Regions from separate parts of the Oryctolagus cuniculus genome. Here region 1 is linked to region 2. Evidence: chromatin contacts called from public Micro-C data. All regions are on one chromosome and are shown on one strand. Each heading gives the region's core, a stretch centred on a gene start, on an enhancer-like site or on the middle of the called end of the contact. The rest is flanking DNA. Distances are from core to core; before and after follow the strand shown.

Region 1 (3,613 bases), core at 66-2,565, 41 kb before region 2:
CAGACACACCGGGTTTCCTTTCCTACAACACTGACTAGTTAAAGCAAACAGCACGTAGAAGAGTGCAGGCTTTGAGTGATTTATCTTCACCCCTACTTGCAAAGTCAGGATCTTTCTGGGGACTTAGCAGGCCAGGGTAGGCTTTGAGGAGAGGAGGGCGGACACTTGGGTCTGCTCATCACATTAGCCAACGCCGTGGCCTCTGTGAGGGGGCATGCTGCCGGAGAGCTGGAAAAGGGCCAGCGAGCGGCAGGAAGGCGCGCAGGGCAGGAGGCCGCTGGGAACCGCGGACGCCCCATCTCTCGCCCTTCTCGGCCCTGATGGCTCCGACTGAGCCCGGCACCGGTGAAGCGCCCAGCGGGAAGGCTCAGAGCACCGGTCAAGCGCCCAGTGGGCGGCTTCCGGCCGAGGACGCAAGCTTGCCTGTCTACGAATGGGAGCGCACGGGGGAACCCCTCGGTCACTTTCAAGGTGACAGCCGCCGATCTGCAGCCGTCCCTTCCGCAGGAGCGGCACTGACCCCACGTGAGACCTGCCTTGCTCCGCCGCCTCCCGGACTCTGCACCCTCTCCCCACACTCGGGGCGCAGGCCCCCCGGGGTACCCGCCCCCTCCCCGAAGGTTCGTCCCGTGACCGCGCGCCAGTCGTGGCCACCACGTCCCCACCGGGTAGCGGGACCTGCTCTGTTCCGCACTTACCCGCAGCGCCTCCAAGCCAGCCCGGAGCTCTCCTCGCACTGGGACGCAGAGGCGGGGCGGCGAGCCGCTCCGGGGCCGCGCGCTTCGGGCCTTAGGCGGGGGCCGCTCCCGGCCCACCCCAGGAGGCCGGCTGGGCGGCGTCTGCACCTGCGGCCGCGCAGCTCGTCGGGCACCCCACCCGCAGCCTTGGCGGCGGCAGCCGGCGGGAACCTAGGGTCCAGGAGCACCAGCCTCCCCGCCTCCCTGGCTGCCAGGGGGTGGAGCAAGGGCGGGGAGTTGAGGAAACTTGTAAATAGAAAAGCTGAGCGGCCCCTTTGGAGCGGTCCCCTCCCGCGACTCCCGGCGGGGGACCAAGGCCAGGGGGCGGCGTCCCACGGAGCTGGAGAGAAGCGCGCGGGGAGGCTCTCACCGTGCTCCGCTCCCGCCTTCCTAGCGCTCCCGGGTTCCAATCCCGAAGCCCCGCGCGCTCCCGGGCTAAGTACGTACCCGCCCCACCCCCGGGCGTCCGGCCCGGGCCGCGCTGCACCTGTTGCCGCCGGTGTTGTAGCTTCAGCCCGCGCACCTGGCTGAACCCCGCGTCCGCAGATCTCAGCGCTGGAGCCCCAAGCCAAGCCAGGGTACGATGGGGTTCAGCTTCCTGCTTCCCTCTCGCCACCTGGCTTCTCCCTCGAGTGGTGGGGCCGGGCAGCAGGGGCGGGGGAAGGTGAGAATTAATGAGAGCGCAGGCTGGTAAGAAACCAGCAGTGACTGTCGCTTAGAGCGTTCGATGGTACTCTTTTCTCTCCTTGCTGCAGAGAAGTTTACTTGCAAACATGTTTTAAAGGCTAAAGAAATGAGCGCTGTGGCGCAGCGGGTTAAAGCCCCAGTCTGCAGCGCCAGCATCCCATATGGGCTCCAGTTCAAGTCCCGGCTGCTCCACTTCTGAGCTAGCTCTCTACTGGGAAAGCAGTAGAAGATAGCCCAAGTGCTTGGGCCCCTGCACCCGCGTGGGGGACCCGGAAGAAGCTCCTGGTTCGGGCCATTGAGGCCATTTGGGGAGTGAACCAGCAGATCAAGATCTCTTTCTCACTCTGCCTCTACCTCTTTGTAACTCTGCCTTTCAAATAACTAAAATAAATCTTTAAAAAAAAAAATGAGCACTACAGCTTTTGGATCTCTGGATACAAAGTGGAGAGAAACTAAGCCCGACCCACTTTTCTCTAAATACAAACTAAATCTTGGCTCTTTGCTGAACTAAGCACGCTTCTTCCACAGTCCTCCCTGACACCCCTAAAATACTTTCTTCTCTTTTCCAAAGATGATCTCCCACCTAGGAAAAATGTGCTATTACTGAACCATTGACTGTCAGACAACTTGAGTCCAAAATGTTAAAAAGCATATTTAATTATGAAAAATTAATTAAAGGCTTTTGAAGAGAAATAAGGTTTTTTTCTGAATATAAATCTGAAGACTTTGCAGTCTGCAGTTTTCTATAGCAGGAGTATTAGCTGAACTACAAGATGTATTATCATTTACAGTTGTGCAGTCTTGGTACAGGTACAGTGGTTTATTATTTCCTCAAAGCAAGACCCAGGCAAATGCAGGTCAGAGTACTGACTCCATTATTCAAGGGAGGAAATTGAAGCTCAGAAGGGTTGACTTGCCCAAGGTCACATAGTTGGTGAGGAACAAGCAACTCAGCAGCCCAACCCTCATCTCTTTATTCCATTTTACAGTGACACCTCTCACTTGCTTTTGAAGTTCCCACAGTAAACACACACACGGATGGCCCGTGATCTGTGACTTTAATAAAAGGCATGTGGTGAATTTGAAAAGATTCAGTGCTAAGCATGGGATGACTCTTCCTTGTGCAAAGGCATACACACAATCTAAACAAAATGAAAAGCACCAGCCACATTGTTTCTGTAAGTCATGAGATAATTATGCTAATAAGCAACGTGCCTCCTCCATAAGAATATTTCTTGTGTTAAACATATCATTTAATCTTTATAACCCTCAGATGACCCGTGATTTGGTCCAACCCCCCACAGTTCTATTGTATAGCTTCCTTCTATCTATAAATATAGAACCTGTTTTACTTCATTTTTCTATGGGACAGATGAGAAGGCAAAAAAAAAAAAAAAAACCACTCTTCTAAGTAATTAGAGCTGCTTTTGTGGGCCTTGGGAAATCTGAAGTTTAGCTTCTGATTGCATCAACATCGAAACACAAGTTATCTTCTAGGGATATCCTCAGGGACTGTCAAGGCGAATATTCTTGAAATGAGGCCTCTTGGGTCTCTTTCCAACTAAGTTCTGGGCATGTTGCCATGTTCCTGATCTCTGAACTTTGATGCTGACCTGCTGCAGACTCCAGAAATAATATTAAGGACCAGACAATAAACTCCACAGCACTTTGGGGTCCTTTGCTCTAAGAAAAAGCAAACTTTAGTTTTCTCTAAAGAGAACCTAACAACACTGAGAAAATGTTTTTTTCATTTAGCAGTTTGTCAAAAATAAAAAAAGTTTCTTTAAAGGTTTATTTTACTTATTTGAAAGGCAGAGCGATAGAGGAAGGGAGAGAGATCTTTCTTCCAATGGTTCACTTCCCAAATGGCCAAAATGGCAGGGGCTGGCCAAGCTGAAGCCAGGAGCCTGGAACTCCATCTGGATCTCCCATGTGTGTAGCAGGGTCCCAAGTACTTGAATCACCTTCCAGTGCCTTTCCAGGTACATTAGGATAGGAAGCAGAACAGCCAGGACTTGAACCAGTGCTCCAATATGGGATGCCAGTGTAGCTAGTGGAGGCTTAACCCCCTGCCCCACAACACTGTCTCAAAAAATTACCAAGTTTAATAATCAAAGTGTGTCCATTATAGTAGTCACAATGCAGATGTCATTATATGTGGCAATACCTAACAAAATTATAAATACACA
Region 2 (3,478 bases), core at 786-3,285:
GTACCACAGCAGAGTAATCAGCTTTGGAAGACTGAAACCATGTGCTAGCCTGTTCCAAGGAAACCTGATACCAGGACCTTCAGTGGATTCTGCTGCCTTCGCAGTTACATGTTATCCAACAGTCTGGAGCAAGAAAATTTAGAGAACAAGCATGACTCTCAGAAGACCATAATGAGTCTGACCTCACATTGAACACTAGGGGCCTAGAAGATTATAGTTCTATGTATGAGGCTATTCTTAAAAGTTTGTGGAAAATAGAATTTAAGTATAAATTTATTTTGACGTAAAATATTGAAATCCATGCACTTGAGGGGTCTTCAAATAGTTCATGTAAAATGTGTATTATGAAAAAATGACACATGGGCTTTTTTTTTGCACCAAAATAAATTTACCTTTTAATTCCATCTTCCACAAACTTCTTAAAGTATCTTCATACGTTGTTTGTGTTTCTATGGACCACGCATCCCTTCTTAATTGGTATTCCCTGCTAACAGTTGCTATACTGAATACAGAGGAGAAAGACCTTAATTTTACCAGACGTTGCAAACTTAAAGTTCAGATTCCAGCTCAGCCTTGATAACAGTACTTCCAAATGGCAGTGAACAGAAAATCCTGCAGCAAGATCTTCTGACAATGAGGTCTTGTTTGCACTGGGCGATGTGGAGCACTTAAAAACTAGGTGTCCACATCTTTGATTCGATTCCAGGGTGCATCTGACTACAGCTGCCTTCAATCCTGAGCAGTTCTCATCAGTGGAGTTGGAGCCAAAAGAAACGAAGTTGTTGGTTTATTGTTAAGGCGCAGTCCCTTACCTGGGAAGAAGAGAGGACCTTCTTCTAAAGTGGCTGTATTAGCACCGAATGAGGCACTGGTGCAGCAACCTCAACGCACAAGAGGGGATCCACCTGAGGACTGTGGGACAATCAGCCCCCAGGGAGGAGCACGCAGGGGCTGAGCTTGGCCCCGCGAAGGCCCTGAGCAGCCTGGTATGGAGGAAGCCAAGCTGTGGTGGGGCAGGAAAGACCCAGGCCAACGTCAAGGGAGTCTCAGGGCACTGGGCAGGCATCTTAGGGAGGAAGCGCTAAAGGAAGCAGAGGAAGAAATCTGGATTTCCTGAGGATTTGATCCTTGAGGAAAATTGCCCATGGGGCAGCTCCTTTGCAACTATAATCCTGCAGCGAAAGCAGAAGCATGCTGTCAATTCAAGCAAAATCTCGGAGGAGACCCACAATGTTGCCAGGCAGTGATCAGAGGCACTCACTCCGTGTGCCCTATGTTGTGCAGGCAGAGAGAAGAGGCACAAACGGCGGTGCATCCTGCACACAGTGGCCACAGTGTCTTACCACGGTGGCAGGACAGAAGTCACAGACACCCTCTAAGGGGCCTCAAGTCCGGCACTTCCTGTCTCATAAACACCAGTGCTAGAAAAAAACTAACAAGCGCGTCTTTATAGCCCGCTACAGCTGGGACATTTTGGATCAACCCCTTCAAAAAATCTCATTCCAGAACAGAGGAAGGCTTCTTACATTTCCTTTCTGTTACTTTAGGAAATTTGAACAAAATATGTTCCAGTGAAATATACAAATATTTATTTTTAAATATTTATATTTTAAAATACTTGCCAGCTCACAAAGTGTTCTTTATGGAAGACTTGTCAGATCTTGGTATGGAAGACTCTGTGTTTGGAAAGGTTTTATTTATGGATCTAGGGGAAAAAAAAAAAAGAGTAACCAAAAATGGACCAATAGCTTGCCCCACACTTTGCTCTGGGCCTGAATCCAGCGTGGAAAGTTTCAGTCCGTAAATAGACTCTTTCAGGAAGTTTTGGATGATAGTGAGGATGGTGTAAGAAGAAGAGGTGTAACACCCTCACTTGAGCTTTGATGAGTATTGTCCTGTGAGAAAACTAGAGTGACCAATGAGCTCCAGGGATTTTGGTCTCTTATTAAATTATGGAACAGAGGCATTCACACCCTGGGCAAGTAGTCCGGACCAGGCTTGCTGACAGAAGGAGTGCGTGTGAGAAGTGCACCAGCTGTCTGAGCATCATCCGGGGTAAGGGATACCCAACAGGCTGCTGATGCATTTAGGGGGCACACCCAATAGCCATCTGCACGGTGCAATCATTGAATCTATGTTCTTGCTGTGTCTCTGAAAACTACATGAGAATCTACATCCAAACTATTCACATCAACTTTTATGACTTTTGGATTCATTCTGGAAGACTGTCTGAACTGAAACAAATATATCAAAACGGCTCAGCTTTTCTGAATGAGATGAGCTTTGAGGAATGATGCTTATGGTCCTTCAATGTGGGATGCATCAGAATTATTTATGGAACTTGTTACAAACTAAGTGGCCTGAGAGGAAAACTTGATATTAAAAACAGCTTTGAAAGCAAAACACATGATTCCTCCAAACTCCTTTCTCCTCCAGGTTACTCATTGTACCTAGTGACTCACAGGCAAAACAATATTACAGATGTTCTTTGAATCTGGATTTCAAAAGACTCACATCTAGAAAAAGTTCTTAATCATATTCAACACATTCTTGATATATTCTGAATATTTTTAGAATTACTCTTTTCCTTGGCTCTGCTGATCTCTGAGTCAATATGGAACTATTGTTAAAATTTCACTTTAATTTGGCGTTGCTTTATTTTTGCATAATTATCCCCCACACAAAAGATGAACAGATTTTGACTTTTTTAGAAAGGTATGATTCTTTTCTTTTTAGAAAACGTGATTTTCTTCCTGCTCAACATAAGTATATGAAGACTGTTAAAAAGAAATTTCCTTAGACCAATTAAATCTACTAGAGTGTATTTGAGCAAAGAAAAACAAAACAGTTTGTGATTTGGGCAACTCTCAGAACCAGAGCAGATTCTGTGAATGCCAGCCACCAACATGATCAGAAAGCACTGATAGGAAAACAGAAGGAAGGTAGAGACACAACTTAATTAGCTGCAGCTTAGGCCATCAACTGCTCTGTTGGTTACAGCATGATAAGTTCATTGGCTGTGATCAACCAACATCCAGTTACTGTTACTCAGCACTATGTTGGTTTGGTCTGTTGGGCCTAGTATAGCTACCCAGTCTATACTTATGACCTCCTAAACCACTTTACTTTCACAAAACAGAAGATTCTTTCAAATCAGAAATATCAGAAAAGGGCAAAAGTCAAAAGGGAGTAGTGAAACATCACCGATGAGCTGATTGTTTCAAATCTGACTTTCTTGTACCCAGAAACTCATGGTCTATTTTTAATCATTTTTTTAAAAGTAAATAAAAGGCTGGTATGAGCCATAAAAGACCTTCTATAAGGAGTATGTAATTCCTAAGAATCGCAATTAGTTGGTCACCAGGAAAGGACAGAGAAGCCTTTATAAGCAGCTGGCTTTTCCAAGGTTTCCTTTTACAGTTCAAGAGCTCTGTGTTCTAACCATCACTCAGCTGGAAAGGGAGTGTAGGTGTAAAAA

What was found. A called contact is a pair of places that touch in the nucleus more often than the background predicts.
Region 1: a contact with region 2 is called in a Micro-C map of ear pinna, with 1.9 times the contacts expected there. The contact joins the promoter of MTUS1 here to the enhancer-like site in region 2. A contact is called at or near these places in 3 of 6 Hi-C or Micro-C datasets (ear pinna, psoas muscle and skin fibroblasts).

The regions. Positions count from the first base shown.
Region 1 is chr2:72,428,286-72,431,898 of mOryCun1.1, reverse strand. MTUS1 (microtubule associated scaffold protein 1) reads right to left here and starts at 1,315. Exons shown (of 15, transcript XM_070068467.1): 1 at 1,185-1,315. LOC108175886 reads left to right here and starts at 177. Exons shown (of 3, transcript XM_070068469.1): 1 at 177-1,315. The coding sequence starts at 321. The coding sequence ends at 1,268.
Region 2 is chr2:72,387,873-72,391,350 of mOryCun1.1, reverse strand. The region is part of intron 2 of LOC108175886; the gene reads left to right. Among named protein-coding and RNA genes, the nearest start is that of MTUS1, 41 kb to the left of the region's middle. Within about 2 kb of position 2,035, at least 1 of the 8 cell types and tissues checked has an H3K27ac peak or open chromatin away from gene starts, as enhancers often do. A contact at or near this core is called in ear pinna, where this site is marked.